Linked DNA regions of Ovis aries: region 1 is linked to region 2. A link is a contact called in public Hi-C data. All regions are on one chromosome and are shown on one strand. Each heading gives the region's core, a stretch centred on a gene start, on an enhancer-like site or on the middle of the called end of the contact. The rest is flanking DNA. Distances are from core to core; before and after follow the strand shown.

Evidence for each region. A called contact is a pair of places that touch in the nucleus more often than the background predicts.
Region 1: a contact with region 2 is called in a Hi-C map of skin fibroblasts, with 2.6 times the contacts expected there. The contact joins the promoter of RPA1 here to the promoter of RILP in region 2. A contact is called at or near these places in 2 of 16 Hi-C or Micro-C datasets (muscle and skin fibroblasts).

The regions. Positions count from the first base shown.
Region 1 is chr11:22,788,865-22,793,959 of ARS-UI_Ramb_v3.0, reverse strand. It overlaps RPA1 (replication protein A1), which reads right to left and starts at 3,246. Exons shown (of 17, transcript NM_001161889.1): 1 at 3,214-3,246. The coding sequence starts at 3,246. SMYD4 (SET and MYND domain containing 4) reads left to right here and starts at 3,546. Exons shown (of 11, transcript XM_012185460.4): 1 at 3,546-3,739; 2 at 4,552-4,697. The coding sequence starts at 4,564.
Region 2 is chr11:22,643,870-22,649,292 of ARS-UI_Ramb_v3.0, reverse strand. It overlaps RILP (Rab interacting lysosomal protein), which reads left to right and starts at 1,869. Exons shown (of 9, transcript XM_027975145.3): 1 at 1,869-2,157; 2 at 2,231-2,324; 3 at 2,413-2,519; 4 at 2,608-2,853; 5 at 3,121-3,266; 6 at 3,651-3,773; 7 at 4,417-4,506; 8 at 4,758-4,844; 9 at 4,876-5,423. The coding sequence starts at 1,930. The coding sequence ends at 4,984. It overlaps PRPF8 (pre-mRNA processing factor 8), which reads left to right. Exons shown (of 43, transcript XM_060395315.1): 40 at 1-100; 41 at 225-364; 42 at 467-669; 43 at 843-1,177. The coding sequence ends at 997.

The sequences.
Region 1 (5,095 bases), core at 1,997-4,496, 140 kb before region 2:
TTTAAGTAGCCGTTTCTGGGGAACAGAATTAGGGGCAGGGGCACATCAGTAATTTCATCAAGCACCTTTCTGTTCTACCTGAGTCTAAAACAGAATGCATGTATTTCTTTACTACTCTTAATATTTGTACCATCAATACTGAATATAAGACTCACTCTTCTGGGACATATAACATGACATATACACTTACGACAGAACTGACTTAAATTTACCAAATTACCATTGCTAGTAAAAATACAAAGCAACGATGGTGATCATTTTGTAATGTACAGAAACATCAAATCACTATGTTGTGCCAATTACACTTCAAAAACAAGCAAGCAAATGAACAAACTCAAAGAAAAAAAAGAGATCAGATTTGTGGTTACCAGGAGCAGGAAGTAGAGGGAGGAGGAACTGAACAAATCTATTCGAAAGGTACAAACTTCCAGTTGTAAGGTAAGTACCAGGCTCGATGTAATATACAATAGGATTAATATAATTAACGATGCTAAATATGAAAGTTGTTCAGAGAGTAAGTCCTAAGAGCCCTCATGGCAAGGAAAAAAATACTATTTTTCCTTTTGCATGTGTGTGTGGTGACAGGTGTTCACTAAACTGATTGTGGTAACAGTTTCACGATGTGAGTCAGATCATTATGCCGTACACTTTAAACGTACACAGTGCGGTATCAATTACATCTCCATAAAACTGTAAGGAAAAAAAATACAAAGCAACAGAAGGTAATGCTCAAAAGTATGTGTTCAAATCCTCAGCTCGTGCACAAACTAATTCTCTGTATTTTAATTTCTTCGTCTGTAAGATGGGGTTAATGATAAAAATCTACCTTACAGGGTTACTGTAAGTACTGACTATAATGAAATATCTGGCACATTGGAAATGATAAAAAATATTAGTTCCCTTCCCCTCTCTTTGTATTACCTAATTACTTAAGACAGAAATACTATTTGTTCTATTTACCACAATAGTTCCATGAATAATCTCTTATGTTAGCTCTTGCTGAAAATGTCCCTACTATTTGTGTGCGTTAGTTGCTTGCCCTTTGTGGGGGGGGGGGTCTATGTCTTTTGAACTAAAATATTACTTGCTTTAGATGAGAAATTTGACAATGGTTCTCTACCAAAACACACACATAAATTTTCATTGTCATTTATGAACAAGATCTAAGTAATACTACAATTTTGAATGTGACAAAAACTCAGCAAATTATTTAAATAATACCTTAGTCACTGTTTTAATTTAAAAGTAAAGAACTCCTAATTTGTCTTAAAGATGCAAGGTTGCAGCTATAAAGGAGACAAGGACTACAGTTTGCAATCACTTCTAAAGGTTAATTATTTTTAATGTATTAAAATATTCACTCCGCTTTGCCAAAAAAAATAAAAAATAAAATAAAATATTCACTCCGCTTTGCCAACTGTGCCTCTCCATCCAGCTCTGTCCCTTTCTTTTCACTGCCTCACACGCAAGTAGTAAACATTTATTGGGCACCTAATACCTGCTAGCACTGCTCCAGGAATCGGGGAGACTGTGTTGGGCAAAAAAAAAAATCAGACAAGATTTCAGGCTTCAGAGCATTTACAATCCAGTCGGGGGGGTGAGAGAAAGGAACTGACATTAATGAAATGAACAATATTTAATGTAAAATCATATCTGCAACTGTTAATAACAGGTAACAAGTAATGCACATATATTATGTATCAGACATGGACTAAGCACTTTAAATTAATAGCTCATTTAATCCCTCCACTAATCACAGGCAACAGGTACTAGGTATGATTAGCCTGTGACAGAAGAGGAAAGACAAAGTTTAATATCTTGCCTGAAATCACAGATAATAGGTGAACAAGCAGGAATTAGGGTCGGAAAATAAAAGGACTTAAGCCTAGCAAACTGAGTCAAGGAAGAGTTCTTTGAGGAAGTAACTGAGTGGAGACTTGAAGATTATGTTAGTCAACAGGAGAAGAATGAAGAACACCCCGTTGTTAATTGGCTACACTCCAATACAAAATAAAAAATTTAATGACAATAATTTTTTTAAAAAAGCACCACCCAGGCAGTAGGCACAGGTTAAAGAATGTTCAAAGCCCCTGCGGAAGGCAGGAGTATGAAATATACCAGGAATTTACAATTTACATTTTAAAAAGCTGAAAAAAAGGAAAGAACAGGTAGGAATATGCCGTGTTGGGAATGGCAGGAGGAAGATTATGCTGGGTTAAAGGAAGAAGGCCAGGCACAAACAATGGTGCCTGGAGAGAAGTAGCTGGATTTAAGAGACATGGGTGAAGGCATAACAGACCAAACTTACGTAGGGTGACAGCCAGGGTGAGAGTTTAAAGGAAGAATGATTCCACAATTTCTAGCTGGCATAACTTAATGAATAATGGTGCCATGCATCCAGACAGGTGACAGCAGAGGCCCAAATTTAGGAAGATATTAGATTTTCTTTGGAACATGTTGAATTTAAAATGTCTTTGAGATTATCAAGTACACAGATGACAGAGGTTTGTCTTTCAGAGTAAAGCTGGCCCTGCACAAAAAAAAACTTGTGAGCAACTGACACAGAGACGGTAATTTTATTGTTTTGGGAGAAGAGGGCCTAGGGTTGAGCCTTGAGTCAACAAAAATTTACAGAAGGATCTGAAAATAAGACGGGGAAAGACAAGCCAAGCTGAAAATAAGACGGATTTTCTCCCGTCTTAGAAGAGGATGCTACCGGAAGAAAGCTTTGCCCGATAGTCAAACGCTGCTGAGAACTGACAGATTTAGATCTCCAAAGTGTCTGCTGGACTTAACAACCCCAGGAGGCACTGCTGACTTCAGCCAGGGTTACAGCGATCAGGGAGGAGAGTGACTAATTCGAGTCGGTTAAAGGGGAATGCGAGGCGAGGAAAAGAACTGAAAACTAACAACTCTTGCAAAAAGTTTCGCTGCGGATGGGGGAAGGGAAGAAGAAAGAGTGGCTGCAGGAGAGAGATGGGGGAAGATCAATCGTTTACTTTGTTTCAATTCCTGAAGCAGGAAAAACATGAGCATGTTGAAAAAGATGACGATAAAAATGCGTTAACTGATGATTCTAGGGAGTCATCCAGGGGTTCCTACCCAACCCCCGCTATCACTCCGGCTCCTGTGTTCTCTCCCCCTCCTCCACCCGCACGGCCCCAGGGCCCACAGCCGCCCCGGACCGCGCCCAGCTCGCAGGCGTCGCCTCACCGCAATGGCCCCCTCGCTCAGGTGGCCCACCATGGTTCCGCTGCAACAACTCCCGCGCTCCGGCTCCCCCAACACAAGCCTGGCTTTACTCCCGGGGACCCGCGCGCTCCAAGGCGATTGGCCGGAGGAGCTGCGTGAACCGCCCCCGCCTCCCGACGTGCGCACGGCACGCGGCAGTCTCAGGGCCAAGCAGCCGCCGCATTGGCTGAGGCGCGGCACGCGGCTCACGTGACCCACCGGAGTCCGGGTCCCGAGCCTTGTTGCGGGATGGCGGGGGCCTAGGGGCGGGGCGCCGAGCGCTGGGGCGCGCGAACCGTGACGCGGGCGCCGCCAAGGGCGCAGGGCGGAGGGGTTCCGGGAGCTTTCCCCGCGGGCTCTAGGAAACGTACCGCGCTCGGCCTTCGGCGGGCAGCCATAGACTGCTAGCCCAGAGGAGTGTTCGAGGGGTTCCCTGATAATTCTGCTACTGAAAGTAGTCGAAGCAGTGACTCGCTTCTTTCAGCAACACCGAGCTGAGCTCCCGCAGGTGCCAGACCCTGAACTGGGCACAGTGGGGGGGGTCTCTCAAGGTAAATAAGACCTGGTCCCTACTCCCAGAGGGGAGCACAGTATGTCGAGGGAGTTTCTGCTGTGAGTAGCCTTAACTCAGTGTAGACGTGGTTTGGGTCCCAGGAGAGACGCAAAGTGTGCGCCTGTCGTCACAGGTGCCAAAATCAGGGAAGGCTTCTCGGAGTAGGAACCATTTGAACTGAGTCTTGAAGGATGTGTGCAAATTCGGATAGTAGGGTATAGAGGAAAAAGCGAGACTTGATCAGAAAGTAGGTCAGGGGTCAAATGATAAAGGGTTTGTACTGGGCTTCCCCAAGTTCTAGGAGGAGCATCAGTGAATTTAAGGCAGAGAATTGACATCGGTCTCAGTATGGAGGATGGACTAAATTGGGAAGGGGGAACAGGGAGGGATAGTCTGAGGGCCTGAAGACTAATTATGACACTCGAGAAAGAATGCCAGACAGGAAATGGTGAGGGCTTGAACTAAAGAAGGGACCTCGGGATTGAAAAGAAAAAACTGAACTATGTAAGAAATCTGATTCATCATTGTATAACCGTTCCCTAGTACGATGCCAGGAACAAAGTCAGTTTTCAGTAAATAATTTCTGAATGAAGGGATGTGAATTGGTGCGGGAGAGGATACATCCTTCCCTGGCATGTAAACAACTGTAGGAAGAGACTACAAGATCTGATTTTGTGGCCTCGTGGTGCATGCTTGAATGAAATCGATTTTCTGGAATTATGCATTTGTAGAAAACTGAATTCCTTGTTTTCTTATTCATTTTTTAGGTCTGAAGTAGCATGGATCTGCCCGTGGATGAGTGGAAATCCTACGTACTTCAGAAGTGGTCTTTGCTCCCCAAGTCCATTCAGGTCACCATTTCTACAGCAGAGACTTTGAATGATCTCTTTCTTCACTCATCTGCACTTCTTCAGTAAGTGAATGAAAGCTTCAGTCAGGGAAGTTTTGATCTGGGAAGTGTTCTTTTTATGATTTCCTCTCAGATTGTATCTTTTTCTGATGGAAGAGTTAAGTGCAGATTTTTCTCTTTTGGGGCATTCAACAGTTCTTGATATTTCCACAGTGCTTTCTAACCTATTACATCAATAGAACAGGTATGTGTATGCCCAGTCATGTCAGACTCTCTGCGACCCCTTGGACTGTAGCCTGCCAGGCTCCTTTGTCCGCTGGATTTTACAGGCAAGAATACTGAAGCAGGTTGCCATTCCCTTCTCCAGGGGATCTTCCCGACCAGGGATTGAACCTGTGTCTCTTGAGTCTTCTGCGTTGGCAGGTGGATGGATGCTCGTTAGCTTTGTCAGTGTCAGCAGG
Region 2 (5,423 bases), core at 620-3,119:
CCAGGTGAAGGAGATCCGCTGCATCGTGATGGTACCACAGTGGGGCACTCACCAGACTGTGCACCTGCCTGGCCAGCTGCCCCAGCATGAGTACCTCAAGGTTAGTGGAGGAAGTGGGAGAGCTGCGGCATCCTGCTCTCAGGGTGGTGGAGGGAAGGCAGAGGTTTTACTCTCATGGGTGGGATTTCTGGGCCCTAAAGAGCTTTCCACTACTCTTCCTATAGGAGATGGAACCCTTAGGTTGGATCCATACTCAGCCCAACGAGTCTCCCCAGCTGTCACCCCAGGATGTCACCACCCATGCTAAGATCATGGCTGACAACCCATCTTGGGATGGCGAGAAGACCATTATCATCACCTGCAGGTGGGCTTGAGCCCCCTTGGGAGGAAGGGTGATGGGAGGCATTGTGGGCCAGGGCCCAGAATGGTGGCCTGAGCTCTGACTCTGTCCTCATTTCTCTTCCAGCTTCACACCAGGCTCCTGCACCCTGACAGCCTACAAGCTGACCCCCAGTGGCTATGAATGGGGCCGCCAGAACACAGACAAGGGCAACAACCCCAAAGGCTACCTACCCTCGCACTACGAGAGGGTCCAGATGCTATTGTCAGACCGTTTCCTTGGCTTCTTTATGGTCCCTGCCCAGTCCTCATGGAACTACAACTTCATGGGTGCGTGGGGCAGGGTGTGGGCTGAGGGCAGGGGTGCACAGGAAAGTGGGGATGAGGTTAGGCCACCGCCCTTAGCACTTGGGCCCAGATTCTGGTTTAGAGATGGCCCAGGGACCCAGGCTGGGTGAGGCAGGTGGACCTTGCCAACGTTGGCCTCTTCCTTCTCCTCCAAGGTGTCCGGCATGATCCCAACATGAAGTACGAGCTGCAGCTGGCAAATCCCAAAGAGTTCTACCACGAGGTGCACCGGCCCTCCCACTTCCTCAACTTCGCTCTCCTGCAGGAGGGCGAGGTCTACTCTGCGGACCGAGAGGACCTCTATGCGTAGTCGTCTCCTCACCTCTTGCTCCAGCCTTCTGGTCAAGGCTAGAGCCTGTGGCCCCACAGACAAGCTGGTGACATTCAGCAGCTTGGCCCCTTCTTCTCTCTTCTGTGCTTGTGATGTTGTTGACCTCCTGGTGACTTGTAATTGTGAAAAAGTATAATAATAAATTTTGTATAAATAGGAGGTTTTGAAGCTTTTTTTCCCCTGAGCTCAGATTCTGGATGTAGGGATGGCAGAAGCCAGACATGTTCTCTGCAAGCTGCTGGACTGAGCCTTGAGTCCCCCTGTTTGGAGCTGTGGGGATAAATATCCTCTAAGCTCAGTGAGCTGAAGGGAAGTTGGGCTTTCACACCCCTGCTGCTATGACCACATTTGCCAGTTTTACCCCAAATACTTGTAAACGCTCACCGCTTTTCAGCATCTCTTGGAGCAGTCACTATTTTGAGTGTAGAAGCTCCTGGCTTGTTCTCTGTAGCTGCAGAGCCCAGCTTAGCCCCTTAAGCTTTGTGTCACTCTCAGCCTGTCCTGGAAATAGGCACACGGCTGGACAGTTGGCTGCCGCTGGCTGAGGTCAGTGACAGCCCGCCTACCTCTCACCTCTGGGCTGGAGAGTTGGCAGCCAAGTCAGGCCCCATGACTCTAGACACAGGGGTGGAGCCTGGTGTGGACACTGGGGAGGGCTTGACGAAAGTGACCACTTACAGCCCTGGGCCTCAGCTCCTGGACGCCTGGCTGGAATGTCCTACTTCCTGTGACCTTGGGGGCTTTAACAGGGCCCTGAGACTCTTACAGCCTTTTCCCTGAATCGCTCCTCCCTTGTCGCTTCTACCCCGCCCTCTACTGTCCTAAGCCGCTTCCTGGGCCAGGACTGATTGGCTTTTTCCTGCCTCAGTTGGGGGAGGAGGGTGTCGCAGCCCTGGTCGCCTTCGGGGGACATGGAGCCCAGAAGGGCGGCGCCTGGGGCGCATGGCTCCGGGCCTCGGGTGGCCGCGGGATCGGGGACGGCCGCGGAGCTCGTGTACCACCTAGCGGGGGCCCTGGGCGCTGAGCTGCAGGAGCTGGCGCGCCGCTTCGGGCCGGAGGCCGCAGCCGGACTCGTTCCGCTGGTGGTGCAGGCGCTGGAGCTCCTGGAAAAGGCTGCCGTGGGGCCCGCCCCGGACTCGGTAAGTCATGGCGCCCTTCCCCAGCCGCCCGCCTGGGCCAGCGGGGGCTGGCCTAACAGCGCGGCCTTCCCAGCTGCAGGTATCCGCACAGCAGGCGGAACTCGAGCTGCGGCGGCTGCGAGAGGAGAACGAGCGCCTCCGCAGAGAGCTGCGCTCTGGACCACAGGGTGAGTGCGGGCTTGCAGGGCTCCGTGGTCGGGGCGGCGCAGGGCTCCCCCTCTCGCGGGCCCGCCGCTGAGAACGCCCCTTCCTCAGAGGAGCGCGCTCTGCTGCGGCAGCTCAAGGAGGTGACCGACCGCCAGCGGGACGAACTCCGGGCGTACAACCGCGACCTGCTGCAGCGAAGCCAGGAGACCGAGGCGGTGAGGGCGGGGCGGGGCGACGTGCCGGGGGCGGGACCCTGCCGGCCCTCAGGTGCCCCGCCCACCAGCCCCTTGGCTCCGCCCACAGTTGCAGGAGCAGCTGCAGCGCCTCCTGCTGGTGAATGCGGAGTTGCGGCAGAAATTGGCCGCGGTACAAACCCAGCTACGCGCTGCGCGGGACCGCGAGAGCGAACGAGAGCAGCGGCGCGAAGCGGCCGTGGAGCCGCCTCCAGAACCGGTTCAGGGCCAGGCCGCTGGACCCGAGTGCGAGCAGAGGCGGGAGTCCGAGCGGGCGACCGCGGGCACAAGAGCCCCGGGGACCCCCGAGGACCCGGTGAGTGCCCTATGAGGGAACGGTCCGGCTCTCGGTGGGCACTCGGGAAAGTTTTGCCGTACTGCGTGGCAGGGCCAACAGGCTAGCTAGAAGGTGGTTACGAGTGTGCGCCACCAGCCGGCCTCCTCCCCTACTCAGCCAGAGCCCCGGCCTGGCACCCATGGTAGCGCCCTGGCCTCCCAAGGCTCCCTGCCCAACCGAGGTGCCCACTGCCCAAGGCGTCCCTGTCCAACCTAGGCGCCACTGACCAAGCCTGTCCTTCCACAGGCGGATGCCCCGCTGCCGCCAGGGCTCCCCGCCAAGGCAGGGCAGTGCGGCTTCAGTCGAGAGGAGGTTCAGCAGATCCTTCAGGAGCGGAATGAGCTCAAAGCCAACTTGTTCCTGCTGAAGGAGGAGCTGGCCTACTTCCAGCGGTGAGGGCGCCAGGCAGGGCCCAGAGGCTCGGGGGCGCCAGGCGCACCTGTTCCCTGGCCTCGGTTCACCCGCCTCATTCTTTGAGTGGTTGATACATCTATGGTGTCGTGTGCCAGGCACCATGCTGGGCACTGGAGGACGGGAGTCACATAGTCCCTGCCCTCCTGGATCTTCTTTCATACCGGGGAGGGCCAGTGCTGAGGGTCAGCAGCAGCGGCTGTCAAGGAAGTACTCCCAGGAGGGGTGACACCTAAGCTTAGGGGCAGAGGGGTTAGCAAGGCAGAGTGTTCCCAAAAGGGGAAACAACATGCACAGGTACTTGAGTCTAGACCTATTCTTAGTATCCCCACTGCTTTGTCTCTGCCCTTCCTCCTCCTCTGTAGGGAGCTGCTGACAGCCCACCGGGTCCCTGGGCTTCTGCTCGGAGCCATGAAGGTAGCTGTCAAGAAGCAGCGGAAGAAGATCAAGGCCAAAATGTTAGGGACTCCAGAGGAAGCAGAGAGCAGGTAAGTCCCGGCCTCCATTCCCACTGAGCCTGGTCACCTTCTGAACCCATTGCCTCAGACTGCGCTTGTCACCTAGCTTAGCCACCTCTGGAACCTGCTAACCTGGCCTGGTCACCCCCCCGCCCACCCACAAGCCTGCCGTGCTGAGCCCACCGCCTTCTCGCTGGGTCACGGCTGCTCCCGCCTGCCCTGCTCGCTGCGCATCCTGACTCTGCTTCTCCACAGTCGGTTTCAGTTTCTTTGGTTTCTTGTCTTGGCTGCATCTGCTTGTTCCCAGGCAGGTGAAGGTAAGGCTGTAGCTGCAGGCCCTGTCCACGGCCTGCCATGTATCTGGCTAGAAAATGAAAGCCCTAAGATGTCCTCTGTCTCCCCAGATTTCCCTTCTCTCCAGTTTCTTTTTTAACTTTTTATTTTATGTCGGCGTATCGTGGATTAACAGTGTTGCGTGACAGTTTCAGGCGCACAGCAGAGTGATCCAGTTTCCTTCACTCCAGCTTTGCGGGCCCCAAAGTCGCTCTGTCCTCCCCTTCCTGCTCCTGGGGGCTGCACAGAAGGCTGAACGTAGTGGACTCCCCTTGGCCCTCAGGGCCTTGATAAAGGACCCTCACGTCTCCTCTCCTCTCTTTGCTCTTCTCCGCCTCAGTGACGATGATGATGGCTCATGGCTCCTGCTCTCCAGCGATAAGGGAGACCATTCTGAACCCCCAGCCCCTGAGTCCAGAATACGGAGTTTGTATGTTGAGGAAGGGAAGGACAAATGTGGTGGGGGTGGAGGGTGGAGGGGCCCACCTTCCCTCCTGCTGCCCTAAGCGAGCAGCATGCCCGTACCCTCCTGCTCCCCTGGTGGCCCCTTTACCGTCCCCTGCCTCGTGCTGCCCTTTCTTGCTCTGGGTCCCCTTTTTGCAGCACCCCCTGCTCCCCTCAGCCCCTGTACTTGACCTCCCTGGCAGCCAGGCTCAAAGCACCTCTTGGCTTTCCCCCCAGCTTTGGCCAGTGGTATCGGGGTGAAACAGAGGCCCCTGGGACTGAGACCAGCAGTGTGGCTCCCAGCCAGCTACAGGGAGGAGAGGAGACCCCGCAGCTACCCCACCTGGAACCAGTGGGCAGCCCGACAGCCCCCAACTCCTGACGGGTCCTGCTGTGCTCTCAATGAACATCTTTGTCTGGGGTCTCAGCTGCCCCAGAGGCCTGACTTTGGAGTCTGTCTGTAGTTGGATGTGTGACCTCAAAGGACCAGGCTCCCTCCTTCCCTGCCCTCCTCCCTGGCTCTTCTCTAATCCTGGTCCGAGTCTGATAGGAGCTCAGCCTACTTTCTTTCCTATCAGTTCAGTTCAGTCGCTCAGTGGTGACTGACTCTTTGCAACCCCATGGACTGCAGCACACCAGGCCTCTCTGTCCATCCTGGAGTTTACTCAAATTCATGTCCATCGAGTCATGGACATGTCCAAACTCATGTCCATCCTGGAATTTACTCAAACTCATGTCCATTGAGTCATGGACATGTCCAAACTCATGTCCATCCCGGAGTTTACTCAAACTCATGTCCATATCAATAACCTCAGATATGCAGATGATACCACCCTTATGGCAGAAAGTGAAGAGGAACTAAAGAGCCTCTTGATGAAAGTGAAAGTGGAGACTGAAAAAGTT